Regions from separate parts of the Mus musculus genome. Here region 1 is linked to region 2. The links are chromatin contacts, called in public ChIA-PET maps. All regions are on one chromosome and are shown on one strand. The core of a region is the stretch at or near the end of the contact, and the rest is flanking DNA. Distances in the headings are between cores, read along the strand shown. Region 1 overlaps Gm10030 (predicted gene 10030). Region 2 holds the start of Tdgf1 (teratocarcinoma-derived growth factor 1).

Region 1 (6,756 bases), core at 2,889-5,388, 57 kb after region 2:
CTGGGCTCTTTCTGGCACCGCCTACCTGGCAGAGACATACCAGTCTTCAGGGTGGGGTGTGGAGAGAGGAGAGGTTGGGTTGGGTGGCTTTTTTTCTTTGCTTTCAGCCTTGGTCTCAAGAGTTGTGAGGTTTGGGGGATAGTCACAGGACTTCCTCTTGAGGCGGCTGAGAGAGAATGGGTCTTGCCCTCTGAGTATTCGGATTGGCATTCCTCATAGGCAAGGCTCAGAAGATGTTTCTCAAACATCCTGCTTCCTTTTTTGCTTCCTTCTCTCTTTGGGTTCCAGCTCAGATTCCTGGCCTGTGGTGACTGGGTGGGCCACAGACATTGAATACCAAGCCCTTGGAACCCTTCTGCCATTCTGTTACCTGGCGTTCCTTCCCTCTTTAGCCACGGGCAAGCTTGGCATTGGAGGGAGACACTCCCACTTCAGGGAAAGACTTATGAGTTCAGGAGGACAAGAGGAGGTCATTTCATAATGTCAAAGTCTTTCCTCTGTTGGCTTTTATAAGCAAACTTTTATATCTACGTGTAATATACATCTGAAACCACACACAGTTAAAGTTTCTGCAGATCGGCGAATTCCCGCAAAATGAACAATAACCATGTAATAACACCCCAAGTCAAGAAAAACAGATGTGAACAAAGCAAAACAATGTTATTATTCCCCGACTCCGCCCACCCCTGTCAATCATCTTCCGGCTCCTCCTTCCCAGAGAGGTGGTGATAAAAGAGCTGGCCTCTGCCAAGCCTTGCGCCCCTTGACCTTCCCGTACTTGCATTCCTGTGGCTCTTGAGGCTGCCCGAGTCTATTGTAGGGCGGGAAAATAACAATGCGAAGTTGTTTATCTGTTCCCAGGTCAGTGGCTACCTGTGTCTATGGTTGGCAGTCAGGCAACTCAGGGAGTTTTCACACCACAGGAATTGGCAAATGCTACAAATTGACTGGTTTTATTTTTTTTCATTGACTGTCTAGTGCTAGACTTCAGAAAGCAATGGAGCAAATACCCATAACGGAGATTATATTTATGAGTGTGTTTTTTTCTTTAGCTGTGGCATTGTGAAATGAAGAAAGGGTTCTGTGTGGCTCAGGAAATCTTCCGTGTCCGATGAGTGATGTTCTGAGGTGCCTGGTCTTGCTTCTCTTCCCTTACTCTTTAACATAAGTACGGATTTTTAGCTGGGTAGTGGTGGCCCACGCCTTTAACCCCAGCACTCCAGTGCCAGCGGCAAGCCTGGTCTACAGAGAAAGCCTGCCTCTAAAAAACAAACAAACAAAAACAAGAAACGAGAAGCAAAACAAAACAAACAAAACAAAGCAAAAAGAATTTAAAAATACATTTTAATCAATACTTTGGTTGGATTTTTATTTTATTTCATCTATTTGTTTGATTGGTTGTTTTTTGTTTTTGTTTTTTGTGTGTGTGGGTTTTTTTTTTTTTTTTTTTGGTTTTTTGGTTTTTTGGTTTTTTCGAGACAGGGTTTCTCTGTGTAGCCCTGGTTGTCCTGGAACTCTCTCTGTAGACCAAGCTGGTTTGGAACTCACATTGCTCTGCTTGCCTCTACCTCCTAAGTGCTGGGTTTAAAACTGTTTGCCAAAATGTCCAGCTCTTGTTTCTTGAGACAGGAGCTCACTATGTAGCCCAGGCTAGCCTAGAATTCATAAGTCCTGTCTCAACTTCTGCTGCATAACAAGCAAATACCATCAGTTATCACAGTCAGCTAACATCACAGTAAAATAGTCACACCAAATCAAATTATGGGTGGCTTCTTAAGATCCTACCAGTCCATCGCTGATCGCAGCATACCTGCCCCTCCCGCCCTCCCTGCGTCTTTTTGAGGTTTTCACGCAGACAGGCTGTCTCTAGTTCATTAATGGAATGGTGCAGATTTCACTAGTTCAGGCAGCAGGTGGCTTTTCTGCTACCATAGCTTTCCTTTCAGCTTCAGGTTTCTTGGTTTCTGCAGCTTTTCCCCCTAAAGGTTTCTTCCCTTGACACCCAATTCTCCACAGGCTTCTTGCTTGTAGCTCCCTTGTGTGCAACCCCCTCATCTGATTTGGTTGGCTGCCTTCATGTTCCTCACCCAGGGTTTGTGGCTTCTAGCTTGGTGTAGCCCGGTGTCCCTTGAGTAGTCTTTGCCTGTGGACTGAGCTTCAACAGGATTCCCAGGTAGCTCAGCAGGTTCTTATTCACATTGAGTGCTTGGGGGCCTCTTTGTGGCTCTGGGATTTCCACGGTTCTGCGGTTCTGCTAAGGCCTTGTTCATCATCTTGTGCATGGGAGGGTTAGAGTTACTCTTGAGAGAAGCAGCCTTGGGTCATGCACCCCAGGAGCGAGTTTCGAATGCTCGGCTTGCTTACACAAAGCAGAGAATTACCAGGGAACGCCTCGGTGGTAGCACTGTCTTTGTTACAGATGGTGCAGGGCCCAGACAGGATGGCAGGTTCTCATTTTGTCCTCGACAGCTCTCATTCAGTGAGAGGCAGAGCCTTCTTGATGTCATCTTAAGCAGCAGCACGATGCCTTTGGTCTTCTGTGACCTTCATCTTCAACCACCAACGGCAGTTCGGCAAGTTCCTCAGTACGATGACCTTTAGATACGAGCAGAGCGGATGAGGCAGGGACGGCCACAGCAGGTTTATATTTGCTCTGGGCTGTCAAGGTCTGCAGGCTTTTCTGAGCAGAAATATGCAGCCACCAAAGGCACCCTGGCCAGAATAGTGGGTCATGCCACCCCTCAGGCTTTGGGAATTTAAGCCACAGATCTGTCAGCATCTCAAGATCCAGAACTGGTCAGATAACCTACTAATCCTCTGATGACGTAGGGATGTATGCTTTATTATTGTTTGGTTTTGAGCTCGGTTTCATACAGCTTGAGTGGCCTCAAACTCACTGCATAGCTAAGGATAACCTTGAACTTATGATCCTCCTGCCTCTACCTCCTGAGTGCTGAGATTCCAGGCATGTGCACACACCCAGTTTGTGTGGTACCGGGGAATCAAAGCCAGGGCCTTGGACATGCTAGGCAAGAACTGTACCCGTGAGGCCACATCTGTAGCCCCAGTGGTGAGTTTTATCTTATTTCTGATGCGTGCTCATGTGTGTATATGTGCACCAGCGCGCCTTGTGTGTGTGAGAACCAGAAGTCAACCTTGGATGTTGTTCCTCAGGAGCTGTCCACCGTGTCCCCCCCACCCCCACTAGAACCTGCAACTTGCTTGATTAGGCTAGCAAGTCCTAGGGATCTGTCTGTCCTTGTCTCTTTAGAGCTGAGAGTACAAACATGTTCCATATGCTCAGCTTTTCATCAAAGCAACTGAGCTATCTATTCAGTGTGCCATCGGTGAAGTTTTAAAACACCTCAGTTGTACTTAGTATCCTGACTCACAGTCAGCAGTTGGGCAACAGGGTGGCAGTTAATTAATAAAACATTCCATAAGCGGGCTAGAGAGATGGCTCAGTGGTTAAGAGCACTGACTGCTTTTCTGGAGGTCCTGAGTTCAAATCACAGCAACCACATGGTGGCTCACAACCATCTGTAATGAGATCTGACGCCCTCTTCTGGTGTGTCTGAAGACAGCTACAGTGTACTTACATAGAATAAATAAATAAATCTTAAAAAAAAACCACAACATTCCATAAGCATGCTCCTTGCAGAGATGTAGCCCTAGCATGTTAGCGGGTTGCAGGAAGAGAGGGTCATGAAGTGCCTTTTATCCATCTCCAGGATGGTGCTGAACTAAGATGGCCCTGAAGGTTGGTGTGGGGGGAAATGAGCATCAGGTACTGCAGCAGGGACAGCTGTGAGCATTGTCGGGGTAGGTACGGCTGCACAGTGAGGCCTGTCAACAAAAGATGGGCCATTGGAAAATGAGTCCCATTGCTCAGACCATCAGCGTACCACCCCAGTCTGTAACTAGACCCTAAGAATTAGTAAGCCTGGCGGAACTAGAAAAGCCTTGGGCTATGTGCCAGGAGACTTATTTCTCAGTTCTGATGATGTGGGCTCACAGATCATCTGCACACACGTACATCCTTTTTACTAGAGTTGTTTGTGTCAGAGCCCGGGCTCCATCAGCCTTGAATCAAGTCTGTATCACTCTTCCTCAATAGGCCAATGAGATCGACACAGAATGCTGAAAAGCAGAAAATGGAAATTTGTTTAGTGTGACCACATCAGAACAAGGGAGCAGAGACGGCCAGGGACTCACCGCTGTAGTTTCATTTTTGTTTCTGTGACAAAATACTCCCGTGAAAAGCGGTTTAAGGGTTTGCATCGGTTTACAATTTCAGGTCATAGTCCTCTGTTGTGGGGAAATTGAGAGTCCATAGTCTGAAGTAGAAAGAAACGGAAACATGCATGTTCATTTGCTGGCTTGTGCTCAGCTCAATGTATGTACTCTTTTACTGTTTGGGACTCCCTACCTAGGGAATGATGTCTTCCATAGTGGACTGGGAACTCTTATATAAGTTATCTTAATTAAGGCACGGCCCATCCACAGACATGCCTACAAGCCAATCCAAAGTATGGATCCTAGACGGTCCCTCATCCAGACTCTTCCCAGATGATTCTACGTTATATCAAGTTGAGAGTAAAAGCTAAATCACATTTCTCAAATCCATCTTCAGGGTCCTGATCCAGATAAAAAGCAAGAAACATGTATTGCTAAGCAGTCCCACCAATATTGTCTCAGTTCTGATCTCTCACACAAGATGGTTGAAAAGCTGTCAGAATTATATAAAAATCTCCTGCTGAGAGGCAAGTGTCTCTCTGGATGGCACCAGGTTTCAGCCTATCTTCTTCCAGTACGGGATCCTTGGGGCCAATCTTTTTGTTGTTGTTGTTTTGTTTTTGTTTTTCAAGACAGGGTTTCTCTGTGTAGCCCTGGCTGTCCTGGAACTCACTCTGTAGACCAGGCTGGCCTCAAACTCAGAAATCCACTTGTCTCTGCCTCCCAAGTGCTGGGATTAAAGACGTACGCCACCACTGCCTGGCTCCTTGGGGCCATTCTACATTCTGGGGGTTCACTGTTCCCGTGGTCTGACAGCCAAAGGGAAAAGTACAAAAGCTTCATTTAAAAAATATCTTTATTCTTGCCAGGATACGAACATTCTGACTTCTGTTTCATTTTTTTTTCTATAAATTATAACACTGCCCTAAGCAAGTTGGGGGGACAGACTTGAACTTACTCTCTCTCTGTCTCTCTCTGTCTCTCTTTCTCTCGTCATTTCTCACCATGGACAAATCAATTTCCTTACCCATGTCTGCCTCTGGGCGTTTGGTAGAGTGGCGGTCAAAGCTCAGTGTAATGTTTCATTGTTCACACCTATTCTCTTGTTCACTGTAGACAGCCGTAGACAGTGCAGGGTGACCTGCAGGACAGCGATGGAAAGCCTTCTAAAACCCGTGCACAAATCCTTTTAATGTTTATAAATGTGTCCATTGTCCCACTTTCTCCGTGTCCTCCCAGGTAAATAACCACTCATAAGCTTGGGTTGTGAAATTCTCAGAGGCAAGCTCATCACCAGATGTGGCCCACAGAGAGAAGAGCCCCAGCCTGGCTCTGAGTCCACATGCAAGGAAGGGCGACCATGCCCAGAAGAGGAGGTGAGCTACTATAGGTGGGGCTTAAGACTTAACTGGGAAGTTGGTCACACATGCTATTCCCACAGGCATGGTGGGTGTTGTCAGAAAGGTAAGCGTTGATGTGAGAACCATCCACGGACATGATACAGAATGTCTGTGGCCACCCATCCTACACACTCACACCTGCATGTGTGTGTCCAGTACATGTAGAGGCCAAAAGTCCACCTCAAGTGTCTCTCCTCAGGTTCTGTTCACCTTGCTCTTTGAGGCAGGGACTTTCATTGAAACCCTGGGTTAGTTCAGTCCTCCATTAAGCCCTGAGAATCCTTTTGTCTCTGCCTCTCCAGGGCTGGGATTACAGTGTGCCTGGTGCTGAGGATCAAACTAGGGTCCTATGCTCACATGGCAAGCACTTTATTGCCTGAGCTTTCTTCTGAGACCCTTTTCTCATTGGCTTCTGAAGTGTCAAGGTCTATCAACCTGTGTCTGGAATGGGACTTCTGGTACACCTCTTCTTCAATCTGGGATATCTGGTAGACCTCTTCTTCAATCTGGGACTTCTGGTAGACCTCTTCTTCAATCTGCCTTATCAAATCTAGTTGTCTTCAAGTTAGTGTAACTCTATCCTTTCTGTTTCTCAGGACAAAACACTGGGTGTCATCCTTGACTCCTCTCTACCTCACCTTCCCTTCCAATGTCCAGCATTAGACATATGCCTAGCATGCAGCTTGTCTCTCCAGCTCGCCACTGCCATGTCCTCGTTTAAAACACTTCATCTTTCCCCTAGACTGTCACCTAAGTTTCCACAGTCATCTCTCTGTTCCCCTTTGTCTCTGCATCGCACTCCATCCCACCCCAGTCCATCATTCAGACCTGTAACAGCCCTCATGTTCCTTAAAGTAAAAACAGAAGTTATTCCCCTTACATACAAGGTCCCACGGGTCCCGATGCCTATAATCTTCCATTCAGTTCCTTGGTTCCAGACGAATCTCCATTGTGACGTTGCTAGAAGATGCTTGGTGGGACAATGTAGAAGGTTTCCTCCCTGGTTTCAGAGCAGGCTGCTGCAGGTAGGAGGCAGACATGCCCTCATTGCTCTACTTACACATGTCATCCCTTATGCCTCTTCTGTTGCTGTGGTGAGAGTATAACCTCATCCATCACC
Region 2 (6,963 bases), core at 2,858-5,357:
ATGACTCTGGATCACCATGACGGATCTAAGGAATCCTTTCCCAGGGTTAGCTAAGGGAGCATTCCCTAAGGACCCAGCATCTGAGAGCACCCACCAAGGACTGCTAGGCTGTATGGCCCTGCTGCCCTTATGCTATTTTATAGGCAGAGGTCTGGCTGGCTGGCTGGCTGGCAGGTCCTGTCAGGTCAAGAAGGCTCTGGCAGAGCAGGAGGAGAAAGGGGGTCCCTTGGGCATCTGAAGGACCTGACAGGATTAAAGAAAGAGGGACAATTACTTACCACAGCCAGGTAGAAAGGTCTGAGGAAGACAGTGGAGCTGGCCGTGCCAGCATCTGCACAGGGAACACTTCTTGGGCAGCCAGGTGCCATGGAGGATAGACCCACAGTGCCTGGGAAAGAAGTGACAACCCCCACTGTCAGAAATTCCTCTCCCTCCTTCCCTGCCCATCCCCCATCCTGTTCCCTCTCAACAGCACTTACTCTTTGCGAACATCATGTTCACAGTTGCGTCCATAGAAGGAAGGAGGGCAGGCACAGAAGGACCCCAGGATGCAAGTCCCTCCATTCAGACAGCAAGTTTTATTAAGCGACTTACCTGAAATGTAAGAGAAGTCATGGGGCAGGTGGAGGATTGAAAAGCCCATAAGCAACGGTTCATGCAGCACTCTGGCATTCACTCCCCAGAGTACTCGGAAAGACCTATAGCACACGAGCCTACCTTTCAGGGAAATAACTTTCATGGTTGGACCAGATTGGTCACCTAGTCTGATGGTCTGATAGCTGGTCCCAGCATGAAGTGGCATCAGGAGAGAAACTGAGTATCAGAGACTATCAGGGACATTCCCTCTCCCTCTCTCTCTCTCTCCCTCTCTCTCTCTCTCTCTCTCTCTCTCTCTCTCTCTCTCACACACACACACACACACACACACACATACACACAGAGAGACATACATGAACATGCCTCACTCACTTTTATGACAAGCTAGTACAACCCACCCAGCTGCTAACTCACTCATCATGTCTCTTGGGGTAAGTGCTAAAGGGTTACTTCAGAGATGTGCCAAGAGCCATGACAGAGATGGATTAAGGCAAAAAGTCTTACTGTTCTGTATCCCCACGGAAGGCACAAACTGGAAAGACCGATCGCGTACGGCAGGTTCTTTCTGGTCCCAAATGCTGTTATCTCTGATGGCAAGGTCTCTCCCTGTATTGCATATTTTAGGCCACAAAATATTGTTGGTGTTCATAAGAAAAACACCTCCTCCCCACCATCCACCACCAAGTAGGGTGGTGCTTGCCAAAGGTCTCCACACTCAGGAGGAGGAGGGAGGATCCAGTGAGAGGCGACACTGAGCAGCCCTGTCCCCAAACACTGAGTGCTGGGGATGTAGCTCAATGGTAGTGTGCTAAGTAAGCATAAGGTTTAGCCCCAGTGCAGAGGGGGGTTGGGGGGGGGGGGTAGGATGGAGGGTAATCTGGAAGTATGTCCAATAGGTGCAGAGCCTGGGTTAAATCACATGAACAACAATGGCAACAAAAGTTGTTGGTCAAAAAAATAAAATAAAATAAAAATCAAAACCTCAGCTAGATTTGGTAGTGAACTTGGGAGGCAGAAGAATCAGGAGTTCAAGCTCAACCTTGACTGTGTTGTGAGTTCCTAGGCAGGCTGGGGTACAAGGTCCTTAAAGTGCACACATGCAGGCTGGTGAGATGGCTCAGTGGTTAAGAGCACTGACGGCTCTTCCGAAGGTCCTGAGTTCAAATCCCAGCAACCATATGGTGGCTCACACCATCTGTAACGAAATCTGACGCCCTCTTCTGGAGTGTCTGAAGACAGCTACAATGTACTTACATATAATAAAATAAGTAAATCTTTAAAAAAAAAGTGCACACATGCCCATATGTGGAGGGGTGGGGGGACAGCCTGGACTTGGTGACATCCAGTTTCAAAAACCTGAAACCCAACCATACAGGGGTGGCTTGCGCCTTTAAGTGAATCTGAGTCCAAGGACACCCTGGTCTACAAAGTGAGTTCCAAGGCAACCAGGGCTACACAGAGAAACCCTGTCTGGAAGCCTCCTTCCTCCCCAGGGGGAAAAAACAAAACAAAACGCCTGAACCCCAAACAAAAGAAAACTCACCAGCAACGGGTCCAAATTCAAACGCACTGGAAATGGCCACAAGCAAAACCACACTGGGAGAAGAAGATTGGACATCAGTTAGCAAAACCAAGCGTTCAGCGCAAGGGCACAGGCCACGAAGGAGACCGTGAACAGCGCCACCGCGCTGTCTCCAGTAACAAAACCGGACAGAAGTTCCCTCTCTTAAAAAGCCACATGTTGGAGCTGCTGGAGAGATGGCTCAGAGGTTAGAGCACCCTCTGCTATTCCAGAGGCCCAGAGTTCAATTCTTCCTGGTGGCTCATATCCATCTAAAATGAGATCTGGTGCCCTCTTCTGGGCCGCATGCACAAATGCAGGCAGAACGCTGTATACATAATAAATAAATCTTTAAAAATAACCACATGTAGAGTGACTGTGTGATTGTAGAGTTGGAAGGCTGCGCACTAGCAGCCCTAAGTGTCCTGGGGCTATGTTTAACGACCCAGTGGCGGCTGTTTATCATGAACCTCTCTCTCTCTCTCTCTCTCTCTCTCTATGACTTAGTATCCTTTTGACAGTCACATAAAGACCTCGGGGATGAAGCAGTGTAAGCAGATCACAGCTCCAGAAAAAACTGAGGCTGGAGCCCTACCCGATGTCTTCACTGATACAGCTAATGTTTGCATCATTTACACGTACACAGTTAACGTCTACAAGTCACATTTATACTTTCTTTTGTTCTGTGACTACCAAGGAGCTCATATAAGCTCTTCCATGTTCATTTAGGGCAATATGAATCCTTGTTCCCAAGCCACGGCCACGCTCGGAATAAACTCTTACTCTTCGGAACAAGGGCTGTGTTTTGAATTAACTGTTTAAAACAAGTCCCCAGCATCCAATATTTCATCATGAATATTCCTTAGGCCCCACCCTTACACACACAATTTTAAAGTTATAAAATTAAAAAGCTAAAACATTCTATTCTGCATAAGCGGCATATTTTTCCACGGTGCATTGTTTGCATATATAAATTCTTTTTTTGCATATATAAATTCTTAAATGGCTGTATGGGTTGGAGAAGACTTGCCAACCACACGCAAGCGCTGGTCCGACGCCCGGCTCCACGGGGAAAAAAAACTTGTCCTGTCACTTGAAATGGTTCCAAGTTCAATTGGTTTGTTATTCCTAATGTTTCTAAGTATTGAATTTATCTCTCCCATTAACGTGTAGAGGCAGTCTTGATTAGGCTGTAAGATTAATATTATGTATGCAAGAGAAGGAAAGCATTATTTCTCTGGCAGTCACCGACATGACTGATGGGACGAGCCCAGAGGGTGCTTTACAACCTGAGTCGGATGCCCAGAACCCAAATGATCGATCGGACTCCAGTGAGTCATCGTCTAACCTCCACTCGAGTATATGCGAGCGAGTGCCCGCGCGCGCGCGCGCACACACACACACACACACACACACACACACAAAGGCAATATAAAAAATTGACATTTTAAGAAGCCGATGGCAAAGCAGTATCTAACTATAAAGTTCCAGGTTCTTCAGGAAAAGCAGCAATGTTACTGACAAGGTTCAAGCAAGACAAAAATCAGAGCGTCATAGAACGTGATTTTCCGAAGTGGCTATCTCCAGCAACCAAAAAGTCAAGGTTAGCTCATACCTGGATGAGAAGTACCCCATCTTCGACGGCTCGTAAAAACGTTGGAGGAAAAGACAAGAAACACAATATTAGCAGATGGCTTTAGTTCATAAAGCCATTCTCGAAACACCCAAAGGCTAATTTCACAAAATGAAAACAGTAGATTAAAAAGAAAGATATGCCAAATGAGAGAGGCCCCCGTCCTGGAGAGTCTGTGGGAAGTTAGCAGCCAAGATCTCCGTGTAGACCGGCAGGGGATGGGGCCTCTTCTTCCTATAAACGGTTTGTGATTGAGGACTTCGGAGGAATATACCTCCCTTAAAAGAAACTTAAGGTGTTGAGTAGGACCCTCAGGTGGGCGGGGAGACGGGGCCCCACGCCCATTACGGGGCCCCACGCCCATTACTAGGCCAGGAAGCTCCGAGGGAAGTGAACTAGTTTGGTTTTTATGTAAATTCTCTATAGTCTGGTTATATGTAAATTTTCTATAGGTAAAGGGAGTTGAAGAGTTTAGTTATTCTACCAAGGTGTTCAAACACGAAAGTAATTAGGAAAGTCTAAACACCATACAGGCATTTGAAACTTCATTATCAAAATTTGTTGTTTTGTTTGTTTTTCAAGAATAGTTTCCCTAGGTAGACCAGGCTGGCCTCGAACCCAAGAGATCTTCTGCCTGCCCCTAAGGGATTAAAGGCGTGCTCCACCACCTCCAGGGTAACTGCCAAATTTTAACTCTGCATTTGCGTTCGTCGTTACTCCCAGTAGAGCCGGGTGCTGGAGGCCTTGAAGATGCGCTGACGGCTGGCGAGGACTTGTTTGGGTGTGGGGGAAGGTCAATGTCGGGAGGGATTTGAGTCTGGGTTTGGGCTAGAGGTTTTGCCTGCAGCGTCTGAATTGCAAGCCCTGGCCCAGAGCCTGCGGGTGGGCGCTGGGGCGAGCGGCTGCCTGAAGCTTAAAAATCAGTGGCCTCACAAGCACTATTGGAAGTCACTTGATTCTTCCGGGTCCTCAACTCAGTGCTAAGCTGCGGGTTACTGGCTTCGGTTTCTTGTGGGCGGATGGGGAGGGCCTTGACTTGCGAGTGGGGTTGTACCTCTCTGTTGCTAGGTGCTCGTCTGTGGCTGAGCCCGCTGAGAAACACATCCCTGAGTGATACATTTTGATATATATCTCACATTATTATATAGATCACAAAAGCTGGACCTGGTGGCAAAGGCCCGTAGTTCTAGGACTTGGGGAGGTGGAGATCGGAGGATTGAAGTGAGTTAGAGGTCAGCCTGGCCTTCAGTGAGTTTAAAGCCAGCCGGCGCTTACAGGGCAAGACCACTTTTCCTTTCTTCCTTGCTTTCTTTTGAGGGTCTCAAGATCAGGCTGGCGTGAAACTCGGCGACCTTTGTGCTGCCGTTTCACCAAATTCCGAGATTACAAGCACGTATCACCAAGCACAGCTAAGACCCAAGATCAAAATGACAAAACACAAAACCCTCCCTCACCTTCGCCCCTGGCTTCTATGGTGATTTACTTCCGTTTTAGTCGAGAGTGAAGACCCCGACAGGCCTGGGAATTCTGTACACGCCCAGTCTCTCTACTCCCCCCCACCCCCATCCCCTGTCACTCTGAGTTTCCAGCCACTTTTCCAGTTCCTGAAACCCTAGGGGGTGAGGGGCAATTGGTGGTGGTGGTGGGGGGGGGGAATCTGCTATTTCCGAGAAGGCTGGGCCTCCTTCATTAACAAGCTAATGGCTGATTTCACTGAGACCTTGACAAACAGAACCCTAGTCTGAATACACTAGTTCCCTGTAGGGATCAGAAAGACCAGATTCCTGCATTGAGACTGGAGGAGTGGAGAAGGGATTAGGAGGGCGACACCTTTTGTTTCTGTGTGGCTTATGTTTTCTACCAATGTAGACTAAAGGAATTATTTTATCCTGGCGGGACACACTTCTACAGTGTCTGCCTTTCCATGATCACTTGGGGATACTTGAGGGTGTGTCCTGGTAAATAACTGAGCCCTGAAATTGCTTGCTTACTCTGTGAATGCTTCCACAATGTTTTCCCAGAATCCCACCCCTGAACCTTCGTGTGTACTGAGCCCCTCTCTCAGGACTTGTCCACACTGGCTGCAGCAAACATCTGTAGCTTGGCGTCTGCTGACTCCTGATGTGAGAAATTCGTATTTGGTTGTTTGGATTTGCATGTTTCGCTGTGTTACTGGTATCTGTATTCAGTTTCCTAAGCCCTAGCTGGAGGGTCTGACTGTGCCCTAGAACTGGCTTCTTTGGTCCTTTGCTCTGGAAAGTCCTTCCGGGCACCTTTCCTCCCAAAGCTGGCTTCCAGCTGTGGCCTTGAACTGGAAAGCGCAGAGAGATAACGACTGCTCCACCCCAGAGTTGATCTTTACTAACACTGGATTGTAAACTGCTTATTTTTTTGTCTTTCACCCCACTCCCCCTGGTTCCCAATGGGAGGTCTAAGCCTGCTCTTCCAGCACTCTCAGCTTCCCAGTGTCTCCCGGAGCCAACCCACTCTGGAAATCTTCACCTATGAGCCGCCTGTGGCAGACTGAAGCATTGAGACACTGCCCTCATTTCTTTTTGTTTTCTTTTTTAAAAAGTTTTTTTTTAAATTTATTTTATGTATATGAGTAGCTGTCTTCAGACACACCAGAAGAGGGCATTGGATCCCATTACAGATGGTTAGGAGCCACCTGTGGTTGCTGGGAATTGAACTCAGGAACTCTGGAAGAGCAGTCAGTGTGCTTAACCGAAGAGCCAACTCTCCAGCCCCCAACACTGCACTAATTTCTAAAATAGGGGCTAATAATGCAAGACATCTGAGAATGGAACCAGGAAGAAAATACCCCCCCACCCCACCCCACCCCCACACACAATCTAGTCTAGAAAAATAACAAAAAGGAATTAAAGAGTCACCGAGGTTGCAGACACTATTGATATGTTGGGTTCTTTATTCTAAAACGTTTGCCAAATTCAAGATGATTTGGTTCAGTTTCTGGGAAGTGTGTCACTGGAGGGCAATTTGATTTACACTTTAGATATGTGTGAATGTGTTTTCGTGTGTGCACGCATGCACACAATTTTTTAAAATTCTATATTTGTTTATTTATTGTGTGTACGTTTATGTGTGTTTGCTCACACCTGACACGTGTGCGAGGGTCAGAGGTCACCTTGCAGGAGTCGGTCCTCTCCTCCCA

Evidence for each region. ChIA-PET counts read pairs in DNA pulled down with a chosen protein or histone mark.
Region 1: a contact with region 2 is called in an RNA polymerase II ChIA-PET map of memory CD8 T cells, with 68 read pairs. The contact joins the enhancer-like site here to the promoter of Tdgf1 in region 2. A contact is called at or near these places in 7 of 39 promoter capture datasets (the 3T3-L1 cell line, the C10 cell line, embryonic stem cells and 3 more), 1 of 15 datasets of contacts at CTCF or cohesin (embryonic stem cells), 5 of 484 Hi-C or Micro-C datasets (LSK cells, embryonic stem cells, forebrain and 2 more), 5 of 115 datasets of contacts at active chromatin or transcription factors (embryonic stem cells, epiblast stem cells, memory CD8 T cells and 1 more) and 3 of 9 other capture datasets (adipose tissue, liver and pancreatic islet).

What each region holds. Positions count from the first base shown.
Region 1 is chr9:110,999,278-111,006,033 of GRCm38.p6, forward strand. Gm10030 (predicted gene 10030) reads left to right here. Exons shown (of 7, transcript NR_152179.1): 3 at 5,476-5,612; 4 at 6,575-6,661. Among named protein-coding and RNA genes, the nearest start is that of Rtp3, 13 kb to the left of the region's middle. Within about 2 kb of position 4,139, at least 20 of the 459 cell types and tissues checked have an H3K27ac peak or open chromatin away from gene starts, as enhancers often do. A contact at or near this core is called in memory CD8 T cells, where this site is marked.
Region 2 is chr9:110,942,051-110,949,013 of GRCm38.p6, forward strand. It overlaps Tdgf1 (teratocarcinoma-derived growth factor 1), which reads right to left and starts at 4,108. Exons shown (of 6, transcript NM_011562.2): 1 at 3,774-4,108; 2 at 2,141-2,193; 3 at 1,102-1,203; 4 at 480-594; 5 at 279-388. The coding sequence starts at 3,793. RefSeq lists a cis regulatory region at 5,801-5,865.